Regions from separate parts of the Mus musculus genome. Here regions 1, 2, 3, 4, 5 and 7 are each linked to region 6. The links are chromatin contacts, called in public HiChIP or PLAC-seq and promoter capture Hi-C maps. All regions are on one chromosome and are shown on one strand. The core of a region is the stretch at or near the end of the contact, and the rest is flanking DNA. Distances in the headings are between cores, read along the strand shown.

Region 1 (3,034 bases), core at 161-2,660, 780 kb before region 6:
AATCAGGGAATGAAGCTCTTTAAAGAGGGGGTGGGGTGGGGGGGGGGACAGGTAGTCTAACTGGAAGGTTCAGGTCACTATTACAGGTGTCACTGTAACCTCAAGGGCAGTAATCCACATTTCAGCAAGAGTCGTGAATACAAATCATCTTTATGAAGAATACTTAAACATGTTTTACTTCATCCAGAATGTCCTACTACATCGAAAACCCTACATCAAATGGTTGATTGCACATAAAAGGACTATACAAAATTTTGCAAGAATCACCATCACTCCAAATACAATTAAGTATGCCACGTGAAGTAAGTAATTTTAACAAGTGTGCCTTAAAAGTGATAAAGGAGCAAGTTATTGCCAACAAGATAACAGAAAAACTGTAGAGGTACTGATAAAACAGAAATCACCAAGCTCAAGACAAGAGGAAGCCAGCATATATCCAGAAAGATCACGTTAGGGTATACGAAGAAAAGGTTCAAGGGAATTCATTACCAAGAGGCGATGAGCCAGGTAAGGAGACGGCGGCAGTTAAGGGGGTTTTCATAACCTATGCAGAAGGGTCCAGACGTTTCTCTCTGGTGGTGGCTCTAGCAATATCACATCCCAGGGAATTATCACAGGGTAAAAAGAGTTGGAGAATTGTTTTACGTGAGACTCGGTAGGCGAGGAGTAGCATTCAGGTTTCAAGGAAGAAGAGAGGCGAAGCAGGTGGGAGCGACAGCTCAACTTCCTCGTAGAGAACAGCTCTTCCTCCCGGGGACCCTGCTCTGGCGGGAAACTCCCGCGATCCCAACCGGCCTTCTCTCTTTGGAAAAGTAGAGTGGGATGTAGAAGGAGGCCGTGCTGTGACCGCGGGGAGATGGCCTCTCCGCGGGTCGGGAGACCGGAGGGCTGAAAGGGCGGCCTCAGTGAGCCCAACTACCAGACCCGGGCCAGGCAGCCGCGACCGGGCAGCAGGGGGGAATGGAGGTGGTCCCAAGGGGCGGGGCGGAAGACAGGGCACGGTCCCCACCGCCGTCCTCCTTTCCGCTCGGCCCCGCCGAGGCCCGCGGGCCCAGCCTGACACAGCCTCCCGGCCCGGTCTCCCTCCATCCTCACCCCTCCCCCAGTTTCCCGCCGCCACTCACCGAACCGGAACCGGCTGCTAGGCAAAGGGGTTTCCGGCCGGGCGCGGACCGCAAAGCCCGGGAACCTCCGGGAACCGGAACCTTCTTTACTCTACCGGAAGACCGTTTGGCGGGCGCGGAGGAGGGAAGGGGGTGGGACAAGAGGTCAAAGAGCGAGCTACAGGCTCGCGGGACGCCTGCGCGAGGTGGCGAGGCCCGAGACGTGGAGGGAGCGTTTGACTCGCGTCTCCATCTCCCTGTCACCCTGTCAGACTGGGGCTTTTTCTCTTCGTCGCACTTGGAGTACTGTTAGTGCGCCCGCCGTCCTTTGGTTTTCTCTGTCCCTCGGCTCCTTGACCCGCTGTCATCTGGTTCCGTTCGGTGACCTTTTTTTGGCTTACGCACAGGTTTCCATGGCAGCTGTTCGCTAGGGCCCTAGATGTTTGGAAACCTGCGCCTTCCCCGACAAATCCTCATTTTGAGTTCTAAATTGATTTTTACCTCTAGCTTCTGAAAATTAGTGTGCATCTTGTCACGCTTGACACGCTTGACTGATCACAGGAAGTGGGGCTAGGGGGAAGAGCAGAGACTAAGAAACTTTGGGAACACCTTAGCTTAGACTCTTAACAACACACCTAGCCTTATATAACTGGAATAATTTTAAACAGTGATCTCTAGTGGGATTCACCAGAGGTCTTAAACATGTAATCAATGCCAGACTTTTAAAGACAGAATGGAGGAAAAATTAACTTGTTCATTCAAATTACTTACCGAGCTTCTTAATTTAATTACGCCTCTGGCGCAGGCCCTATTTGGAAAGAGGCTTCAGAATAGTATTCTAGACCCAGGTGACTGCCTGTCTGAATTCACTCTTGAAGAAAGAAAAGCCTCTGGAATCTGCCAGCCTCATCTATTCTCTAAGCATAAGGAGATAAACTTGTTTCTTCAGGGGATCCTGACTTGTTATGTATATAAACGATTATATCACCTTATATGCTGATATTTTTATATGGCCAAGTCCTAAAACCCAGTGGTATTAAGTGTACCTAGACCATGTTGACCTTTGACACTTTAAATATTCTATGGATCTATTTATTTGGATTAAACTTTCTTTACTTCTAGGAAGTAGCCATGCGTAGAGAGGAGTTTCAGCTGAGATTTTTCATGTGCGTGATTGAGTCTCGCCAAGTAGTCAGGACTACTCAGAGCACAGGTACCATTGATTATGTTATAGTGACAAGGGATATGTTCTCTCAGAGCTATACAGGATGAGAGCTTCTGGCAGAATTATAAACTTAAGGGGTCGACGGGCTTGTTTTCTATTCCTAGTAGGAAAAATATTTTGTCACCGTGTTGGGGTGTTTTCTTTGTACAAGTATAAGGGAGATGCTATCCTCATCCCAGGCAAAGGAGGAAGACTTGGGAGCTGAGAACAAGAAACATGGAACATGGGAAGGGTGTTGATTTCTATTTAATTTATAGATTATTCTAACCTATCTGGGGTGACTTGTAGTAGGAGTCCTTGTTGATACTCAGTGGGCACCCCCAAACATGTAAGTCAGGACTTAAAGAGAACTTCCACTCTTTTCTAACTGGTAGTGATATGTTCTGCTTTGCCTCTGTTAATACTAAAGGAATAGAATCGTTTAGAGGTAGTAAACTAGTTACTGAGAACAATCCATTCTCTTAATCGTCTTTACCGCGTTTATGCTAAGTGTTTATTCAAAAGAAGTTCTGAATAGCTAAGCCTCTTAGGGAAAGTAGAAGAGAAAGGAGCACACCCTCCCTGGTCCCCACCCTGATGGTGACCCACAGTTATCGCTTCCCAGCGGGGGAAGCTTCAACCTCCAACATGACCATACCGGAGTCAAAGGCAGATGACCAGTGGAGACTAGACGGTATGGATGATGATCCAAGCACCGTGGGACCTG
Region 2 (3,324 bases), core at 93-2,592, 850 kb after region 6:
TTCTTGACTCTGCCCTTTCCTTTTGCCCAAGTCGTTCTCACCCAGCCTGGAAGGCCACCCGGCATCTGTAGGCTTAGAACTAAGGAGCAGCTCAAAGGTTCAGTAGGTTTCCACAAGGGTTGGTGGGTCCTAGTCCAAGGCCAGCTGTCCTCGGAACAGAACAAGGTCCTCGCGAGATCGGACCCACACACCTCAGGAGCTGGGGAACTCGAGGGAAGGACAATTGAAAACTGCCTGCCCTGGGGTGAGGGAGATCAGAGGGGGATGGGAGACTGCTTTGCACTGGCCCTGTTCCAAAGTTGGGTGGCAGCAAGAGAATGTCACAGATCAGCAGCCTGGAGCGCTAGCTATAAATAGCTGGAGGTTTCTCTCTCCACCAGGGGTCTCCATTTCCTGTGTGGCAGCAACTGGGACACCGTGGCTCTGGCCAGCTTGATATTAAACTAACACATTAAGGTGCCAGGTCCCTCTCTGCTCCTAGCCTTTAAGAATTCCGTCTTAGTGAAGGTCAGAGCTGTCGGGTAAGGGGAAGAGGGGGGGCCCTGTCATCGATCCCGACTGGGCTGGAACCCTCCCACGCATGACTCAATTCAGAGCTGTTCCCCGGGAGACTGGGGCGGGATGCAGACAGATTCCAACACCTTAACCTATGTTTGCTCAGTCAGTCAACTGTGAATCTGAGGTCTTCTGTCAGGCCACTTGTCTACCCAATAAAGTGTGGTTTTTCCAGAAACTGGAAGAGTTGGGGGAGTTTATGTGGCAGTGTGTGGGGTCATGTATCACTGCATGCATGTTTTACTCAATGTAAGACAAGAAGTGGAAAAAATCATCCTTGTTTAATAGCAGCCACACTCGGGCATCAATCGGCATTGGCGTCCACTCTGCTCACAGCCCCCACCTCCACCCCCCCACCCCACCCCCGTCCCCTTTTGTGCTTCGTATCCCCTCTTCCACCCAAGCTGTCAGCCAGTCTTCCCAGCGCTTCTTACAGGGTCTGTCACGTTGCCTGCCTACGAGGAGGTCGCGCACAAGGCAGAAATATTAGCGAGTCACCCTCCCATCCCCCGACTCACCCCCTACACCCATTCTGTGGCCTCACTAGTGCTGGTCCAGCTAAGGTCGGTTCCTCCGGATCACCCTGTAAAGGGCCGCTCCAGGCGGTAGGGGGCGCTAGGCCCATCGCTGGAGAATTCCGAGGATCTACCTAGCTACAGTTTACGTCACTGAACTTAGACTGCGGATTGGCTAATTCTGAGCTAAAATTTTTCCCGTTTTCCAAGGAGCGCTCTTGATGGACCAGAACCACACCCCCCAGAATTCAATGGGCCTTTCCGAGAGGAAGGCTAGACTGAGCGTGCGTAAGAGAGAGGTAGAAGCCGGAAGTTCAAGGCTGGCTCTCGCTTTAGTGGGCGAGTTTTCGCAGGGGGTGTCGGGTCCGGAGCGGGGCTGAGCACCAGTGGCTGAGGAGCTGCGCGTTGGTGACTGCCTCTTCCTGCCCTGCGGCGGCCGCGCGACTCTGCGAGTGGCAGACTGAGCAGGCATCGCTCTGACGCGGCCGAGTTGCAGCCTCCAGGTAGGCCGCGGGCCGGACGGCCAAGCGCACTCGCCCTCCCCCCACGCTCTCCTGCTCGGCGCACCGCGCCCCCTGCTCCCCGTGTCGCCGCTTTTCACGCTGTTCCCCTGCTCCCCGTTCCGAGTCCCTGCTGTCCCCTGTGCCCCGCACCGCGCTCCCCTCCGCTCCCCTGTGTCCCGCACCGCGCGTCCTCGGCCTGTGCCCTTGAGAGCGCGCGGCTCCTAGTCCCTGCGCTGTGCTAGCCCCTGCTGGCTCCCCGGCTGTCATAGTCCGACCGCCTTCCTGGTGTGACTGCGGCCTGGCTGTCCTCCCTTCTGAAACTGCTCGCCTCAACCCCAAAGCTCCTCACGGTCCCTCAAAGCCACTTATTTCTCTGAGGTCCTCACCACCTTCTCTGATCCTACAGAATATGGGGTTCATAGCTTACCTTTCTGGGCTCCGTTAGTCAGAAGTTGTTTTCTGCGGACACCAAGTCTCTCCAAAGAGGGCTAAATGACAGAAGCTGGGGTGGTTTTAGGGCTTTGATCCTTATTTGTTTTGTAAAGGATGCCCATCAGATGAAAACCTTCTGCCAGTCTCAAGAGTTTCTTTTATTTCCAAAGTTAATCCTTGTATCTGGGCTTCTAACTTCAGGGTTTTATTGTTTGTTTTTGAGGTTATCTCGGATTTGCTTCTTTTTGTTTCACACCCCCCCCCCGTTTTTTTGTTTTTTGTTTTTGACAGGGTCTCATGTCCACATCCTGAGTGCTGGGATTTCCAGCATATACCACATGCTCTGTTTAATGCAGTTCTGGGGACTGAACCTCTGGCTTTGTGCCTGCTACACTGAGTTACATCCCACTTTAAATCATACTCAAATCTTCTCTATCAGTGAACAAGGTGAAATTAGCTTTTCACCAGGGCGAAGTGACTCTGGCACTCTACAGGCAGGATCCCCCAGACACACACATCCTCAAGTCTATCTTCAGGTCCTCTCTCGGGAGAATTTCACTACCACAATAAGTAGCCTGATTAAAATATGGTTCTGAGGCTGGAGAGATGGCTCAGCAGTTAAGAGCCTTGCTGTTCTTCCAGAGGACCCAGGTTTGATTCCTAGTATAGTCTGGGTGGGCTGGTCACTTTTTTTTTTTAAAGAGATTTATTTCTGGATTTTATGTATATGAATACACTATAGCTGTCTTCAGACACACCAGAAGAGGGCATTGGATCCCATGACAGATGGTTGTGAGCCACCATGTGGTTGCTGGGAATTGAACTCAAGACCTCTGGAAGAGCAGTCAGTGCTCTTAACCACTGAGCCATCTCTCCAGCCCCGGCTGGTCACTTTTTAAGCACAAATAAGGAGAGCCTGTGTTAGCTCTGATGGCATCGCATCATATACACCTGTTTCCGGCCTTCTGTACCTCGGGTGTAGATGTTTTGAGTCAGAGCTCTGAAACTGCCATGCTTAACTCTTTTTTTTTTTTTTTTTTTTTTTTTTTTAAAGATTTATTTATTTATTATATGTAAGTACACTGTAGCTGTCTTCAGACACTCCAGAAGAGGGCATCAGATCTCATTACGGGTGGTTGTGAGCCACCATGTGGTTGCTGGGATTTGAACTTCGGACCTTCGGAAGAGCAGTCGGGTGCTCTTACCCACTGAGCCATCTCACCAGCCCCATGCTTAACTCTTTTAAGAGCAGCCACACAGGAGTCACCAGCATAGGATGCATCCGTGAAGATGAAAATAAGGAATGGCTCTCCGGGAAG
Region 3 (3,506 bases), core at 156-2,655, 780 kb after region 6:
GCAAAACCCTGTCTCAGAATAGAAATAAAAACAGAAACAAACACACACCTACCTTTCATCAACCCAAAAGCCAAGTTGACCAGCAGACAGCACTGAAGTCTAACACAGCATAAGAGTCCCTATCTTTACTGCACCCTGGCAGCCTGACATGCAGCCTCATCAGTCCACAGAGGTTTTAAAGGTTAGTAGAAGACAGTCTTACGTGAAATTACATGTACAATTGTGCTGGCCTGTAGCTCAGCTGATACCATGTCTCTCTAGCATGACAAGCCCCTGGTTTCTGTCCTCAACACAGCAAATACTGAGAATGGCAGATCACACATGTAATCTCCAAGTTATCCTGTAATGCCTGTAATCCCAGCACTCCAAGGACAGGAGGCTCAGAAGTCCAAGGTTATCCTTGGCTACAAGAGGCCAGCCTGGGCTACATAAGACACTACCACACATACACGGAGTCCAGTTTATTTAGGAGTGATAGAACTTTAAAAGGTAAACAGTAAATCCAATAACCTTCCGATACACTATTGGGAGTACTGCAGTCAGTCTCTCCCCCTCTTCCTCTCTTTCTTCCTCTCTTTCTGAGGCACAAAAACAAAGCTCTCATTCCAAGGGAAATGAGTGAGCCAAATATAAGTGACCCTGGCTAGTGAACATGAATCCAGAATACCAAAATACTACGTTGTGATATAACCATTCTCACTACGTTTTATAGTTAAGAACAAGTCTTAGCTTTTCTGTTGGTGGAAGCTGTTCATATAAATTAATACACCCCAAAGGGTTTCACATGCAAATCACAGAACAGTAGGTAGGTCAGTGACAGAGGTGGGCAATAAATTATTAAAAGGGGGGGGGGCCTGGAAAAAAAAAATCACCCGAGATAGGCTCCGAATTTGCAACATTCCAACTCTCCACAACTAGGGATGTTCTAATGAGCCTTGTGGGAGACAGCCTAGAAGGTAGAGGCTCTCCACGTCAGGCCGCCGGGTTCCCCAAACACCTGATTTCTCCCTCAAAAGAGACTGTTCCTCGGAAAAGGGTATGAGGGGGCTCTCCCCGCCATTCCCACGCCCGGCACTGGGGCTCGCCAAGACCACCTTGAGGGAACCACACCCGCACCCGGCCGGCCACGCCTCAAAAGGACGCCCCGACTTTGCAAGGAGCGCCACGCCGAGAGCAGCCGGGTCCCGCCGCCCCCTCCCCTCGCCCGCCTCCCCGCCGCCCGCTCGCTCGCTCGCTCGCGACCTCGACCGGCTTACCGAGGCTCCCGGCCCCGCGCACACGCAACCCCGTCCGGCCCGCGGCGCTCACTCTCCGGCCGCCGCGCCCCAGGAGGGCTGCTGTCTACCAGCGACGCGCCTCACTAACGGCAGTGTAAAACCGCGCCGCCAGATCCGGTTCAAAATCACGCACCAGCCAATCACAGAGGAGCTCATAATCACGAAGACGCAAGTGTCAGGGCCAGGGGGCGGGCGCAAAACGGAATGGGCATGCGCATTACATTAGCGAGACGCCCGAAAGGCGGCCATTTTGACTAAGGGCACACACACAATTTTGCGGGAGTAGTGGGTGTTTCGTGGCCCGTGTAGGACTCACATTCCAGGCTCCAGCTTCCTTTCTTGCAATTATCCTAATGACCTGTTGACTAATTGCATATTATTTCTTGCCTCCTGTTTCCCCACGCAGTCAAATAGGACCCTTGGAAACTAATAACTGAATAGTTTTCGGGTCTCACTGTAGAATAGGAAGAATTCCAGAAGGAGACAGAGCAGCAATCATTTTAACCATATTTACTGAGCTATAATTATCCCTCCATTCATTCACGCATTCATTCAGACTTCTATTTGATGCACAGTAAGTATGCCAACTTCATAGCAAGCACTCTGCTAGGAATCAGAAAAAAATACCGATCATGTGGTCTCTGCTTTCCAGTAGCTATGAATGGGGGAAGACAGCTCAAGAAAACAAATAGAAATGCAAAATGAAGTGTTATAATTCCATTTAATAAGTGGCACTTAAAATTTGGCGTCGTATTGGTACAGAGGCTTTGAAACTTTGAAAGATCTGGACCCAACATCAGAAATGCCTTTTACGTACACCAGCAAACTATTCATCTTAATCTATTAGTGTGTTCCCAATGTTTCTGTTCCTTTTTTTGTTATGTCTCTGTGTTGGTGTCCCTTCCTTCCTGAATTTACTAATTACTGGTAGGTGTGGCTACTAGCAACTTGACAAAATACTGGCTAGCTAGAGTTTACTAGAAACAGTGATCCAGGTACACCCCTTTAACCCCAGCACAGCAGAAGCAGATTTCTGTAAGTTCAAGGCCAGCCTGGCCTGCCTCAGAAGTCTAACCACCAAGGGAACTGAGCCCTTCCTCGAACTCTTTACAACCGTGGTATTTTCAAAGGCAGTTCTGGGTGGGTGTGGTGGCACACACCCGAAACCCCAGCACTTAGGGCGTGGAGGCTGAGGGATTAAGACCAGCCTCTGCTACTTAGTTTCACACCAGCCTAAAACAAACAAAAAATCAGATCCAACCATGGCTCTTCCTTGCTGAAAACCATTAACCGTTTCACTTCTCCTCCTTAAAAAAAGATCAGGGTCTTTAACAGGGCTCCCCTAACCTGGGCTTCCGGGCTCTCCAGCTGCCCCTCCTGACTCCCTCCTGTCTACAGGTCCTGAAGTGCACCAAGCTACTCTTAGCATCCAGCGCTTGCAGAACTCTTGCTGTTCCGTCTGCCCCAAACATCCTTCCTGCCCATTCCCCCAACTTCATTTGACTAAGTCCTATCTGTCCTTTGGGCAACTTGAATTATTATTATTATTATTTTAATGCTTTCTTCAAAGGAGTCTATGCTGCCTGCCTCTGTGTGCTTTTGCTATAATTTCTAGCTCCCTTCCTCCTCTGTGTGAGTTACCTCATCGTTTTCTGATTCTTCTAGTTACTTTTGTAGGGCCTTCCACGTGCTGTGCTTTGGCTCAGGCATCTATAAGTGGAAACAATGTCTGACTCTCGGGGCCTTTCAGACATCCTTGTAAAATGAAGCACATGTCCCAGTACCAAGTATCTGCTCAGTAAATACCCCCTTGCTTTGCTGGCCAGTCCATCGGCTTCCAGAGAACCGCAGTAGGACTCCTTTGATTTACTGCTGCATTTAGCATGGTAGGCAGCCCCAACAAAGTCATTCAAGTGCAGGTGAGTTGAACTCTACCAGATGGTGGCAGTATTCCATCCCACCACCCAATCTACATATTCCAAACGATGTCCGGTGATGGGCCGGCTGGAGTGGGGGTGGGTGGGGCGGGAACGGGATGGAGACACTGCCCTCCAACCCCTCCACGGAACCCAGGAGCCAAGTATCATCTCACTCAGCACCTTTTGCCTGATGCACCAGACTGGTGAGGACCTCCAAATTGAGTTTTGAGCATTGGGAGCTGGGGTCCACTTGAACTGGGAAATGCAAAGGCTCCAGTTCCAGGAAGCATAGGGTTCGATCCTAGCTCTG
Region 4 (3,470 bases), core at 271-2,770, 800 kb after region 6:
GAAGCAATTTGCAGCCATTAGAAGAGGCTCCACGTGTCGCTCAGCTTGTGGGGTTTGCAAAGATGTTACAGATGTTCCAAGATGGTCCTCCCCTCCCCCGAGGACATTGGAGAGCCTGGAACCAGACTAGACCCAGGGCTAGAATCATCACTTAAACCCCGTTTGCGACCCTCCTAGAGTAATTCCTAGTTTCACAGGCCGCCTCCCCCATTGCCCTTTAAGTGGAGTTTAAGTATCCGAGAGAGTGCTGTCACCTGGTGGCTGCCCAGGGGCATGGCAGCCCACCAGCAGCGCTTGTGCCGTTGGACAGCTCCCCAGCCGGAAGGCGAGATACTATCTTTATTTTGGCAGCTTGGCGCTCTGGGTCCTGCTGAATGGACCTCAATCTCTCACCAGACCTAAACCCCTATCCCTGGAGAGACATCTTCACTGGTTTCTAGGGTACCTCTTACTCCCAACCCCTCACAAATTCTCATCAGCTTCTTCCCTCTATGTCAGGTTCATTCCTCAAACTCAAACCCAGAACCATGTCCCTGAGACCTGCTTCTCACCTTCCTTCTCTCAGAGCTTCACCAGCCTGTAAGTGGAGCAAAGGAGCTGCAATGGATATAATTCTGATCTTGCATCACACACACACACACACACACACACACACACACACACACCACACCATCATCTGACACCATCAGACCTCAACAGCCTCTGTGTTAAGAGCTCCTAATGAGCATCAGCAAATTAACAACTTCCCCTTGATTGCTCCTTCTCTGCTAATTGGATAGGGAGGGCCCCCCCCCCAAGGCCTCGGAGAAAGAAAGAGGGAGGGAAGGAGAGAGGTGACAGCTACAGGAGCAGCCTCCAGGTTTCAGGACTCAGATTTCTGGTCCATCCCAGAACACACTCCTCCTTGCAGCCTTCATTTTGTATCTTTTTCTTTTTCCCTACTTCTGCCCCATCTGCCCTCACTTCTGGCCATGTCTCTTTTCTTCTCTCTGTTCCTCTCTGCTTTATAGATCTGCCAATGAGGCACTTGCACACGGGCTGCTTAAGAAATCCACTGATATACAAATGGGGTCTGGGTGGCCAAGGGTATTTATATATGTGCATGTGTGTGGGTCACATGAAGGTGGGAAGCAGGAATAAGAGCAGGTGAGTGAATGTGTACAAACAGGTAAGTGCTCGTGTGAGGGTCAGGCTTCAGGGATGTGTAGGTGTATGTGATGTGTGGATGGCTGAGTGGCAAGGTAAGACTCCGGTCTGAATGTGCCTGTATCTCCACACAGGCAAATGCTTGAATCAGTCAAGTGTGACTGTGACTCGGAGTGTGTGTGTGTGTGTGTGTGTGTGTGTGTACACGTGTGCATGTGCCATCAGAGGAAGCAGCAGCAGCAAGAAGCAGGAGCTTCGATCCGAAGGAGACAACGTGGGGAGGGGGACGCTGGGGGCAGACACCCTCCTTCCTGCGCGCACACGTGCGCGTGCACACACACACACCCCATAGTCACACACGCACACACACGCGCACACACACACAAGCCACAGGGCCTCGCAAGCAGAGAGCGGAGCCGGCTCCGGGATCCGAACGAGGCAGCTCTGCTGAGAGCGGCGGGAGGAGGCGAGCCAGCGGGGGGAGCCCTCGGTTCCGCTCCCGGGCCGGGGGCCCCCCGCGCACACCGGCCCAGAGACACCCTCGCAGACACTCGTAGGCGCGCACGCGCACCCTTTCCCCTCCTCCTCCCCTCCCGCCGCCTCCCGGCCGGACGATGGATCCCTGCAGATCCCGGGGCTGAGAGCACCGCGCAGCGCCAGCGCGCCGAGCCCCGGGCGGACCAAGCCGAGCGAGCAAGCGCGCGCGGGCGGCGGACCGAGCTGAGCCGAGCTGGCCGAGCGGGCCGCTCCCTGCAGGGCTCTACGCGGGTGCCGCGGCAGCCGGCGGCTCGGGCTCCGGGCCATGAGCCCCTCCGCCGCGCGGCGCTGAGCCCACGGACCGCCTCGCGCCCCAGGACCTGCAGCGGCGGCCGGCTTTCCCCAGCCCCCTCAGGTGGGTTTCCGACCCCGCTGCCTTGGGCCCCGGGCTTCCTGGTGCCCCAAAGCCGAGACTCTCCTCCACTGTAGCTTTCTCCAGCTTCTGGGGAGGCTCGGCGGATGGGGAGGGGGCGGGGGGCCGAGCCGGGAATATGACTGCGACGAGAAGCTGGACTGGAGGGGGTGCGTTCGGGGCGGGGATAACTGGCTGTCATAGGGAACCGCGCCCCCCCCCCCCATTCCTACATCCACCTCAGGCAGCCTACCATCCTCTCCCAAACACACACACACACACACACACACACACACACACACACATACACACACAGCCTGCGCCTATGCCTGTGCTTGTTTGAGAACTGGAGACACAGAAGGTGAGGATACAGGCAGGGCCCCTCCCCAGATGTGCCCACCTCCGGAGAGGTGGCCCTGGTTTAGCTCCTGAGGTGACAGCCTGTTCCTGGGGATACCCTTGATCAAGAGAAGAGCCCCTGACCCCTGGTTCAGCCCATTATGGGGAGTTTGATCTTGGCTGGGGTAGATATTCCTGTCCCAGAGTGACCTCACATCTGGAGGGAACTCCCATGCCTGCCTGTGGGTGCATCAGGGACTTCCCTCCTTCACTCTAGTGGCTGTATCTGGGGTCCCCCATAGTCTGGGAAGCTTGCAGACCATTCTCTCGACCCGAGCTGACCCCCCCCTCCAAGCCTCTATGTTTTAATGACTGTCATCTTGGATGGTCCCTCGTTCAAGCCACCTTTGGAGCCTGCATGTCAGGGAAGTCTTCCCTTGGACAAGCAGTGACCTCCGGTTAAGGATTTTGAATGGACATAATTGGAGGGGCCCTATATGCGCCTTCATCTCAGGACAATGACAGAGTCTTGTCTCCTCTTTCCTCCCTCTAGGATCCCCTTGGCAAGCATGGAACTGAAGACCGAGGAGGAGGAGGTGGGTGGTGTCCAGCCGGTGAGCATCCAGGCTTTTGCCAGCAGCTCCACGCTGCACGGTCTTGCCCACATCTTCTCCTATGAGCGGCTGTCTCTGAAGCGGGCACTGTGGGCCCTGTGTTTCCTGGGTTCGCTGGCCGTCCTGCTGTGTGTGTGCACTGAGCGTGTGCAGTACTACTTCTGCTACCACCACGTCACCAAGCTCGACGAGGTGGCTGCCTCCCAGCTCACCTTCCCTGCCGTCACTCTCTGCAACCTCAATGAGTTTCGCTTTAGCCAAGTCTCCAAGAATGACCTGTACCATGCTGGGGAACTGCTGGCCCTGCTCAACAACAGGTGGGCAGCTCCCATCCACCCCTCCGCATGACTTGTGGAGTAACACCGTCCTTAGCCCACCAAAAGTCAAACAGCTCTGCCCTCTAGCATTCCTTTAAACCTGCCGCTCAAGGCGGAGGGGCTGAGATCATGCCAGTACCAGTTACCTACACACAATCTCTGATT
Region 5 (3,109 bases), core at 454-2,953, 730 kb before region 6:
ATGTGTTGAAACTACGTTATGGTAGAGAATTCTAGGATGAGCGGTGAAAGAAAATAATTCAACGTATTTAGATTCAACTACAATAAAAGCTTTAACTATGGAAGATGTGTTAAATAACAGCTATTGAGGTGGTGCATCCTTATAAAAAAAAAAAAAGCACCTATCAAAAACTGGAAAGAATGCCGGGCGTGGTGGCACACGCCTTTAATCCCCAGCACTTGGAAGGCAGAGGCAGGCAGATTTCTGAGTTCGAGGCCAGCCTGGTCTACAAAGTGAGTTCCAGGACAGCTAGGGCTACACAGAGAAACCCTGTCTCGAAAAACAAACAAACAAAAAAATCAACCCCACCCCTAAGAGTAAAGGTTATGAGAAGGTTTTTAAGTAGTGCCTGGCACATGCTGGTCCTCAATATAAATTTGTTAAATCCATATTTGAATTGGCATCACAGCATCAAGCACCCAGGATCGGACTCACCAAACCCCTGGGTTAGGTAAGTTGCTGTCAGGGTGTGACTCAGAAGCAAAAGCTTTACTGTAGAATATATATATATAATTACACATGCAACTACTAAGAAGCGCAAATTTGCGATGGGTTATCCCTTTATACATTCGATAATGTAGTATAAACTCTAGTTTCTTTTTGCTAATCAGTAGCCATTAACAGCTGTCTGAAAGGTATGCGAGGCTGTGGGTATGGCTTAGAATTCGGCAAATCCTGTTTTTTTTTTCTTAAACTTTGTAACAAAGGGGACAAAAAAGCATGGGGTTGGGAGGTGGGGTGGGCGCAAAGGTATAGTCCGGGTTTCAGCAACGGTGTTGGTCAGAGGGGACAAAGCAGAAGGCTTGACCTGATGTGGTTGTGTAAGTTCCTGGTACATTAAGCAGATGGCACTAAACCCTGCACTCATTTTATGGATGTTCCTGGCTTCCAGGCTAAGAACTCTACCTTGAAGCTCCAGGTGAAACTGTGTGCCTTTCGCAAGGACAGCATCTGCTGTCAGGATAGATCAAGATAATCAACTTCCCTGTGGCCCCCGAGGCCAGCAACCCTGCAATCTGACCCCGGTGGGTCCTTCCCTCAGCTGTGACTCGTTTGCTCCATGCCCTGTTTTTTCTTCTCCCTCCTATGGAATGTACAGAAAACTTTTTTTTTTTTTTTTTAAAGCAATGCACAAATACACTCAACAGACCCTGCTCAGGGCCGGCGTCGGCCTCGCCCCCGCGGTGACCCTTGGCCTGGCCGGAGGCTCCCAATCCCAGGACGCGGACAGCTGGAGGTTCGCAGCTGCCGGGTCTGGACGGACAGACGGACGGAGAGGGGCGGGGGCCAGGGCAGCAAAGGCCAGGGCTGCTGCGTCCCTTGCGGCAGGGACCCCCGGGCGCTCACAGCAATCCGGGCGAGTCCCGGGAGTCTCAGCCTGCACCCCGGGGCGCCGACCAGCCCCCGCCCCCACCACCCGCAAAGGCCGGGAACGGTGGCCGGGTCCGGAGGCACAGAGGCCGGGCAGGCGGCTAAGGGGCGTTCACAGGCTGCGAAGCACCGACTTGGGGGTGGGGAGGGGGGCTGGCTTCAACACCGTCCCGCACTCACGGCCGCACTCACCGAACCGCGGGTCAGATCGGTCCGGGAAGCCGCTGTCAAGGCGTGACCCGGAAGCAGAAGCGGCTCGCATCAGCCCCGGGGTTTACAGCGCAAGCCGGCCGAGTGCGTGGGCGCCTGCGCGCAGGCCAGTGTGAGCGAGCCGAGTGCGCCTGCGCAGACTGTGGACGTTGGTGGGTTCTTAAAACTTTCCTAAGGAGCTGGACGCATTCCCCTGTCGCTGCTTATAGGACGTGGGCGCGATCGCTAGATCACTCCTAGCCTCTGGCCTCGTGTCCTGGTCCAATGGTGGAGGAAAATCCCGAATTTTAAGCCTATTCTTATAAGTCTGCGTCTGTGTGGACCAGGGCATCCCATTAGTCTGCCTCCCAGAGTCTATATCTGCAAACAGTCCTGGCACCACATCCCCACCGTCTTCTCTGCTTAGCATCATCCATTTCAGAGTACAAGCGTCACATAATTGACAGAGCAAGCTGCTGGTGACTGCCTCTCAATCTTGATTTGAGGAAGCCCAGCTTATTTGAACTAACTCTCTCTCTCTCTCTCTCTCTCTCTCTCTCTCTCTCTCTCTCTCTCCCTCTCTCTCTCTCAGAATTTACCCACTACATAACAAAAGCAGGTTTGCACTTGTACACAGCAGAGGGTCTAAGGATCTAGCAAGATGAAGTACTGTAACCTGGAGGGTGGCAGTCACCTCTCTTCGGAGGTTCTGGGCCAGCTGTAGTTCAATGACCCAACACAGAAGGAAGAGTACAGGGTTCGGGCATTGGCTTTGAGACTGATGTATTTCGCTCAATTTCTCCGAGTATTATCTTTCTTGAGTGTTGGTGAAAGTATAACAACGTAAAAACAGAATTCTAGGCCTTTAGGCCCAGGCTTGGGAATGTGGCCTTTGTAAAGGTATGCTAATCAAAAAAGAGAGCAACATTCCTCTACCCACCCGCTTCCTGGGTTCAAAGAGTGCTCATTCAAAGAAAGTCACCCTGGCCATTACCAGAACCTGCAATGCAAATGTGCTATTGTTAGAGGCTCTTAGAAGCTGTCTTGAGAGTTAACAATTACCAGGTATTCCTTGTGACTCTTGTAACTTTACACTTCCTTGTGACTCTTAACTGGTATCTTTGGTATCTTCCAACAACACCCTCCCCACTTCCTTAAGTTTCGGTTTCTTCCTTTAAATACCCCCTTACCCAGCTACTCAGGGCGCCACGGTCCTCTACCCCTGCGTGGTGTATGACCATGGGCCCGAGAGCGCTCTTGAATAAAAATCCTCTTGCAATTTGCAGCAAGACCCGTTTCTTGTGGGTGATTTTGGGGTGTCGCCTCTCCTGAGTCAGAACGTGGGGGAGCCCTCACATTGTGGGTCTTTCATTGGCTGTAATAATACTTAAATATCCTTCTATTTCTAGAAAATTTGATTTTAAGTAAAAAACAAAGTCTTGCTTCCCAAATGCTTTCTCACTTGCCCAATTTCAAACCGCTGTATAGCTATCGTCATGGTACTGTACTA
Region 6 (3,335 bases), core at 798-3,297:
AGCATCTATACCAAAATACCAAGTGCCATAGCAATCAAGTCCCTGGAGCCTTTTGAGCAAATAAAACCAAGGGCTCCCCCATCCCATCATTCACAGCCAGTAAACAGACACACACATATATCCCAAGGGGGTTTTCCCTGGATCGAAACTAGGCTAATACCTGCGCCAGGCTTGCTCTGAGCTAGGGAGCTGACACCCGGAGTCTTACATCTAAAAACACCCAAAACAGCCCAGAGAGGTGGCAGAGATTTACCCCACCACTCTCCTTCCTGTGTTCACCCTAGACCAACAGGCTTCACTCCATTTTCTCTGCAAGGGAGGAAATGGAGGCTTGGAGGGGTGAAAGGCTGGAGCCCTTGAGTGAACAGCTCTTCAGTGGGACTCAGGACTTCCTGGTTCCCAGCTAGAGAATCAAACCACACCTCTCTCCTCCCCCATTTTCAGTCAGCCCTCTAGGAAGGATCCAAATGGTAACACATTGTCCCTGGGTAGCCTAGGGGATCAGCCAGAGCTAACAAGGTACAGTCTCACCTAAGGATGCTATCTAAGAGCAGACAAGAGAGGCAGAGACCATAGATGACAGCTCACTTTACCCCGCACCCCTATGCCAACTCTCAGAAAGCTTTCAAGGGCAAACCCCCTGCTTTCCCCTTTCTGAGACAATACTCAAGGAGACCTAGCAAATGTATTTTGGAGGGGGTGGAATGAGGGCGCAAAATGCACTAGCCAAATCCCTGCTGGGCAACATGACAGGTGTGAGAGAGGCTGTCCCCAGCCCGGGGCCCAGAGGCTGAGGCGGGAGGCTCATGCTGCACCCTTCCTGCTGTAGATACACACCCCTTCTCCCCAGCACCTCCTACCAGGGCTGGAAACACTGGCTTCCAGCAGAAAAGAGCACAAATAAAGTCATTTCTCCATCAAAGAGGCACAAGCTAGCCTACTCTGCAGAGCCGGGGCAGCACCTGAGAACTATTTACCATTCCGTAGCCAGAAAAGCATTGTAGAGATCTGGCGGGGGCTTTCAGGATTGGCCAGGGACTCATGGGCAGCTAACTCTACACTAGGCCCAGAGAAAGCAAGAGACAAAAGCCATTTTTTTGCAGCCCACATTCGTAGAGAACAGATCTCAACGGCCTCCTCTATAATCCCCCGGAGATTATGTCCATCCCAAGAGGAGGGGAAACGAAGCAGGCTAAGACACCACTAGGCCTTGCTGGGGTCACTTTGCCAGGCAGAGTAGTTAAGTTGAACAGCAGGGGCAGAGCTGCCCCAGCCCCACCTCCTTCATGCCCCAGCTCCCCTCTTCATCGCACCAGTTTCCACCCACCCTCCCCCCCCCCCCCCACCTCCCGGGTGAAGGACTCAGGGCTCCTTGAGTTTCCCACGGATTGTTTTGGGTGCCCAGGTAGGTAGGAACAACATTAAAGTCCAATCTGGCAGTATGTGGGACCTGGCAGTGGCATCCCCCCACCAAGTTGCTCTGTCCCAAGGAACCCTGGGGGTGGGGGTGGGGGACAACAGCCTGGGATTGGTGTTGGCATCAGGGCCTGGGTCCTAGTTTGGTCGAACTCCCTCAACACAAAAATAAACAGGCAGAGAGGCTATCTGGACATGTTCCCAAACTCCTGTAGTTCCCTGAACCCCCAATCTTTAAAGAGGCACACCCCAAGAAACCAGGCCTCGGTTCTGCCGTGGCAACTGGCTCAGATTCCCTTGACAGACCCTGCCAAAGGAACCCTCCCCAGCTCTGGCACCCCTTTCTCCAACCTAAAGGCCAGCCACCGGCCAAGATAGTCCATCTGGCTGTGCCCCTAGTCCAACCCTTTCTGGGCCCAGGCCGGGCGGACTTCACTCACCTCTTCACAGGGCGATCCAGAAATCCTCATCCGAGAACATGGCCAGAGCCCGGGCCGCTCCCCGACCTCCAACCGCCAGAGCGAGCACAGCCGCCCCCCACTCGGGGGGGCTTAGGGAGACCAAGAACGGTAAATCCAGGTCGGAGTGGTCACCCTTCCCCCGGGGGTTTAAAAAAAAAAAAAAAAAAAAAAGCAAAAATCCAACAGGGGTTCTCTGCCTCAGGTTCCAGCAGTTTAGGTTTCCATGAACAGCCCCAGGGCGGCGAATCCCGAGCGGACACAAAGAGAGCACCGGTGGCTTTGATCTTGGGCGAGCAGGCTCCGCATCCGCGTCGCGGGGCGGCCTCTCAGTCCTAGGGCCCGGCCAGCGCCCCGGCCGCCCGCGCCGGGCTCGGGCGGAACGTCGAGGCTCTCCAGATGGAACGTCGAGGCGCCTCCCCAGCAGCCCGGAAGGAATGCCGCGCCGCGCCGCGCCGCGCGCCGGGCCCGGATGGAACGTGAGCCCCTCGCAGCCGCGCCGAGCCCCTCTCCCCGCCGGGCCGGCGCCCCGGGGCCGCGCGAGCTACGGCGACGCGGAGCCGGCGGGGCCGAACCTGACACACACCCAGCGCCGGGCTCCGCGACCCCGAGCGTCCCCCCTCGGCGGCTTCGAGCCCCCCACCTTCTGCTCCCCCCGGGGAAGGGAGGAGGGTTGGTGGGCGAGGAAGAGGAAGGGGCGGGCGGTGCGAGCCCTCTGCCCGCTCCCCTCCGGCCGCTCCAGGCCCAGCGCTCGCCTCCCTTCCCCTCTGGCCTCGGGAGCTGCCCCGCCCCCGGCCTGGCCGCCTGTGGTCAGCGGCACCCCCTAGACCCCCGGCAGGCACTGATCGCGGGGGGTCTAGAGGTGCATGGTCCAACCCCGGCTCCCGGCGCCGGGGGGTCAGGAAACTGAGCGGAAAGTGGGGAACGAGGCAGCCATTTGCAACCGGAGAGGAAAGTAGTGCAGCGCGGCGCCGCTCCGCCTCCCCCCTCCGCCTCCTGCTCGGCCGGTAGGGTGGTTCCTGCGAAGAGGCTCTTTCCTCGCCTTGGAGCTGGGCAGCGATCGTAGAGACTCGTGGAGCGTCCGGCGCGAGATCCAGGGGGCCCTTTTGCCTGGGGAACCCCACTCGAGAAGGGGAGAAAGGAGAAGAGGAGGCCCTATTTTGTGTTGGAGCGGGGCGGCGGAGGGGTACAGCCCTCTTGGAGGAAAGGCTGTGACTCTGCAGTTCTACGCACACGCTCCGGGATCCCTCCGCTGCAGATTAACCCCGACTGCGCCAGGCTGGCCGCCGGGCAGACACGTGGGAATAAAGCCCCCCTCTTCTTCGCCACGGCCCAGGAGCTGCCTCCTTTACCTTCTGGGTGGTAAAGCTAGGATTCTGGCCACTTTTTAATTCTGTTCCCTAAAGTCACTGACCCTTGGAACTCCTTTCTTTGGCTGGGGGACAATCTTTGCCAAGGGGG
Region 7 (3,485 bases), core at 927-3,426, 830 kb after region 6:
CCTCCATTCCCTCTTGTCTCCAAGAACCGCCCTCCCGCCCCTAGTTCTCCCTTCTGTCTCTCCCCCATTCTCCTGTCTCTGAATGCCTTTGCCCGTATAAAGAGCTGGATTCTCCCCTGGTGTCTGTACTGTACTGTGTACACACATCCCTCTGAGAAGCACAAGGAGATGACACGCGCATTGTAACCTTCGCACTGTCTCGGTGGCGACATAAAGGAAGCTGTGAATTACAAGCTCTGCCTCTTTCTGGCCTCGCCCTTTGCCCCCACGACCGGGGCACCCTCTGCCCTCCCCACAGCCTTAACATACCCTCTACCTTGCTCCACCTATCCCAGTGCCCTTTGCCTGGCTGACTGTGGCCTCCCTGAGGGAAGTGACTGCTGGAGAGGTAGCTCCTACCCAGGAATGGAGGACACTAAGCGGAGAGAGTTACAGACGGGAGGTGGGGAGGGAGGCTGGGGATTGGTGACTCCCTCTTGCAGCTGGGCGGTGGGTACCCACAGCCAGAAGCCGGAGCCCTGACTCAGTGGCCTTTCTTTCTTCGGGGTGCCCAGGGCCCAGTCCTCACCTTGATGCCCAGGCCCACCGCTTGCATTTTCTGGTGAGTCAGGGCGTGGTCACATGAGGAAAGAGATTGGCCTAGAGCAGAAGTTGAAAGACGTGCTGTTGTGTGTCCCTACCCTAAGGGGGCCACAAGGTGAGGTAGAGGGCCTCCTCAACCAGACACCCTTCCCAGGCCAGCTCTCCAATCTCATTCCTGGCCTTCTCTGTCCCCACTGTCTCTTGGTCTCTAATCCCAAAACAGGACTTATGGGCAGATCACCTGTGTACGTTGGCCTGGAGCCAGAGAGCAAGGCTTTGGCATCTTTGAGACCTCTTGGTTCTCAAGAGTTGTTTAGAGATCAGAACTCCCCAGAAAGAAACAGGGCAAAGCTGAGAAATGTACACTGGCTGGGGGGGCAGCAGGAGGGGCTCTGGGTGACGCATGCCTCTGGTCTAATAAACTGGGTTTCAACCATCTCTTCAGTGTTGGTTTTCTGTTTGTTGTTTGGTTTGTTTTGAGACAGGGTTTCTCTGTGTAGCCCTGGCTGTCCTGGAACGGCTCTGTAGTCCAGGCTGGCCTCGAACTCTCACAGAGATCCTCCTGCCTCCCAAAATGCTGGGATTAAAAGCCTGAGCTGCCATTATCCTGCCCAGTGCTGTTTTTAGTTGCAAACTGTGGGTGTTACCTTTAGAATGGAGCTTGCCTTGAGAGCCACACAACTAGAGTAAGGGAATTTGAGTGGTAGCCCGGTGTGGTGGTTATACCTGTAATTCCAGCAGGTAGGAGATGGAGCAGCTATCTTCCATTACACAGTGAGTTTAACGCTAGATTGGGCTACACCAGACCCTACATACTTGATCAGGTAAACACTGATCCTGCTGGGAAAAGACAGGCTCAGGATTCGTCTGATCACTGGGCAGGGGACCAGCAGTTATCTATGGCAACAAATATCCAGGACTCTTTGGAGAAAAGTCACGGGAAAAAACGCATCAAAATCTTAAGTTAAACGTCTGAGGTGAAGGGTCCCGAGCCTTCTCTGTGTATCCCTGGCTGTCCTGGAACTCACTCTGTAGACCAGGCTGGCCTCGAACTCAGAAATCCGCCTGCCTCTGCCTCCCAAGTGCTGGGATTAAAGGCGTGCGCCACCACGGCCCGGCATGGGTTTTCTCTTGCTGATTTGTCTTTGCCACGACATTGATCTCCTTCGAGTTCTACTTTTCCCGAACGAACAAACAGCACGTTTTCCTCTTTAGTACCCGGAGTCTGAGCAGTAGGAGAACGAAAAGCAAGGCAACCAGAATGCTTTGGAGAGGTAAATGCACTGGGCCAAGGTGAAGCATCACTCCAGCCGCCAGCCGGATGGGCTGGGCTCTCTGCAAGGCTTTTTACCGTCCTCCAACCGCGTGGAGGCGCTCGCTCCCGGCACCTCTTTATCCGCACACCGCTTCTCTATGGTGCTCCCTCCTGGCCCGTGAAGGCGGGAGGGAGTGGTCAGCACGCCTTTCCCGCTAGTCGCCCCCTCTAGCCCGTAGTCTCGCTGCTCCGAGCCGCCTGTGCCCGCCGGCGGGCCGGGCCCACAAACAGCCCAGGCGCTCGGGGGGCGCGCGGGGGGCGGGGGGAGTTCCGGTTCCGGTTCTTTGTGCAGCTGCAGCGGCGGCTCCGGGAAGATGGCGGCCCGGGCGGGTTTCCAGTCTGTGGCTCCGAGCGGCGGCGCGGGAGCCTCAGGAGGAGCGGGCGTGGCGGCTGCTCTGGGCCCGGGCGGAACTCCCGGGCCTCCCGTGCGAATGGGCCCGGCGCCGGGTCAAGGGCTGTACCGCTCTCCGATGCCCGGGGCGGCCTATCCGGTGAGTGGGACAGGAGGAGGGGCGCGCGGGCCGGGGGCGGGGCCGAGCGAGGGCGGAGGACTGACAGGGGTGAGGGAGAAGTGGGAGGGACTCCCTGGGGAGGGGCTCGGGCCGGGAGTGGAGGTGTGTGGGGGGGGAGGAGGTTAGCATCCTTACCTGCTCCTGGCGGCATTGTTTCCATGTGAGGAGTGAGTGTGGAACCAGGGTGGGCGAAGTGGGCCCTGGGATGGTCATGGAATGCAGAGGGGAGTGGGCAGCCCCCGTGTCCCCAGGAATACCCAGGCTGTTATAGCTGCAAATGGAGGTCAGCTTTAGAGGAGACAGTAGCTAGTAAAAAAAGAAATGTAGGGCTGACTAGACATGTCTGGTGAGTCAGATCCAGCATAGACCAGAAAAATTGAGTATAATCTAGTTTTTAGACTATATGCAATGAAATCACTGAAGGTCCAGTGACTGTATTTCAAAGAAGCAAAGGACTGTCTTGTTGTCCCCCCACCCCACCCCCAGCCCTAACCCACTCCTGAAATCCAGGCTGCCACCATTTTTCCTTTCTTGGTGGGGCTAGCAAGGAAAAGTATGACATTTCTGGGTCCTCTCCCTTCTGTAGAGACCAGGTATGCTGCCAGGTAGCCGAATGACACCTCAGGGACCTTCCATGGGACCTCCTGGCTATGGGGGGAACCCTTCAGTCCGACCTGGTCTGGCCCAGTCAGGGATGGACCAGTCCCGCAAGAGACCTGCACCTCAACAGATCCAGCAGGTCCAGCAGCAGGCGGTCCAAAATCGAAATCACAAGTAAGATGACCCCTGGGGGTGAAGGAAAGAAGGGTATGGGGGAGAGGAGGCCTGTGAGGATGCTGGTGGTGGGCATGCAGAACCAGGAAGTCAGCGCTGTGGCACCAAACGGTGCTGCAGGGACTAACAGGGCCTCATGATGCAGTGGAGTTTTGGTGGTCATGGGAGAGGTAGCGTCTTTAAATGGAGAGTCATTTCGTAGGCCTTGGCTGTAACCATAAACAAAGGTGCTCACAACACTGCTCACGTTCTGACTAGTTCCTATCCCAACCTGATCACAGTATTTATTCTGAACAGTGCAA

Evidence for each region. Promoter capture Hi-C pulls out the DNA fragments that hold promoters and counts their contacts. HiChIP or PLAC-seq counts read pairs in DNA pulled down with a chosen protein or histone mark. Capture Hi-C pulls out chosen DNA fragments and counts their contacts.
Region 1: a contact with region 6 is called in a promoter capture Hi-C map of pre-B cells, with 2.8 times the contacts expected there. The contact joins the promoter of Senp1 here to the promoter of Kmt2d in region 6. A contact is called at or near these places in 1 of 39 promoter capture datasets (pre-B cells) and 1 of 115 datasets of contacts at active chromatin or transcription factors (pancreatic cancer cells).
Region 2: a promoter capture Hi-C map of pre-B cells shows a contact between it and region 6, with 4 times the contacts expected there. The contact joins the promoter of Cox14 here to the promoter of Kmt2d in region 6.
Region 3: a contact with region 6 is called in an HNF4G HiChIP or PLAC-seq map of pancreatic cancer cells. The contact joins the promoter of Racgap1 here to the promoter of Kmt2d in region 6. A contact is called at or near these places in 1 of 39 promoter capture datasets (pre-B cells) and 2 of 115 datasets of contacts at active chromatin or transcription factors (microglia and pancreatic cancer cells).
Region 4: a promoter capture Hi-C map of adipose tissue shows a contact between it and region 6. The contact joins the promoter of Asic1 here to the promoter of Kmt2d in region 6. A contact is called at or near these places in 2 of 39 promoter capture datasets (liver and pre-B cells) and 1 of 9 other capture datasets (adipose tissue).
Region 5: a promoter capture Hi-C map of liver shows a contact between it and region 6. The contact joins the promoter of Asb8 here to the promoter of Kmt2d in region 6.
Region 7: a contact with region 6 is called in a promoter capture Hi-C map of liver, with 2.0 times the contacts expected there. The contact joins the promoter of Smarcd1 here to the promoter of Kmt2d in region 6. A contact is called at or near these places in 4 of 39 promoter capture datasets (hippocampal neurons, liver and pre-B cells), 1 of 484 Hi-C or Micro-C datasets (embryonic stem cells), 1 of 115 datasets of contacts at active chromatin or transcription factors (hepatocytes) and 1 of 9 other capture datasets (liver).

What each region holds. Positions count from the first base shown.
Region 1 is chr15:98,092,159-98,095,192 of GRCm38.p6, forward strand. Senp1 (SUMO1/sentrin specific peptidase 1) reads right to left here and starts at 1,411. Exons shown (of 18, transcript NM_144851.5): 1 at 1,125-1,411. It also overlaps a transcript of Pfkm not described here.
Region 2 is chr15:99,724,276-99,727,599 of GRCm38.p6, forward strand. Cox14 (cytochrome c oxidase assembly protein 14) reads left to right here and starts at 1,343. Exons shown (of 2, transcript NM_183256.3): 1 at 1,343-1,573. It overlaps Gpd1 (glycerol-3-phosphate dehydrogenase 1 (soluble)), which reads left to right. Exons shown (of 8, transcript NM_010271.3): 8 at 1-739. Gm16537 (predicted gene 16537) reads right to left here and starts at 199. Exons shown (of 3, transcript NR_155353.1): 1 at 42-199.
Region 3 is chr15:99,650,251-99,653,756 of GRCm38.p6, forward strand. It overlaps Racgap1 (Rac GTPase-activating protein 1), which reads right to left and starts at 1,406. Exons shown (of 17, transcript NM_001253808.1): 1 at 1,257-1,406.
Region 4 is chr15:99,668,857-99,672,326 of GRCm38.p6, forward strand. It overlaps Asic1 (acid-sensing (proton-gated) ion channel 1), which reads left to right and starts at 1,521. Exons shown (of 12, transcript NM_009597.2): 1 at 1,521-2,038; 2 at 2,928-3,305. The coding sequence starts at 2,944. It overlaps Gm34880 (a long non-coding RNA gene), which reads right to left and starts at 1,000. Exons shown (of 4, transcript XR_875662.3): 1 at 552-1,000.
Region 5 is chr15:98,143,999-98,147,107 of GRCm38.p6, forward strand. Asb8 (ankyrin repeat and SOCS box-containing 8) reads right to left here and starts at 1,704. Exons shown (of 4, transcript NM_001170710.1): 1 at 1,603-1,704.
Region 6 is chr15:98,869,158-98,872,492 of GRCm38.p6, forward strand. Kmt2d (lysine (K)-specific methyltransferase 2D) reads right to left here and starts at 2,048. Exons shown (of 55, transcript NM_001033276.3): 1 at 1,857-2,048.
Region 7 is chr15:99,700,111-99,703,595 of GRCm38.p6, forward strand. It overlaps Smarcd1 (SWI/SNF related, matrix associated, actin dependent regulator of chromatin, subfamily d, member 1), which reads left to right and starts at 2,177. Exons shown (of 13, transcript NM_031842.2): 1 at 2,177-2,388; 2 at 2,996-3,183; 3 at 3,481-3,485. The coding sequence starts at 2,212. It overlaps Asic1 (acid-sensing (proton-gated) ion channel 1), which reads left to right. Exons shown (of 12, transcript NM_009597.2): 12 at 1-1,020. Gm34939 (predicted gene, 34939) reads right to left here. Exons shown (of 3, transcript NR_168656.1): 2 at 3,132-3,392; 3 at 1,297-2,680.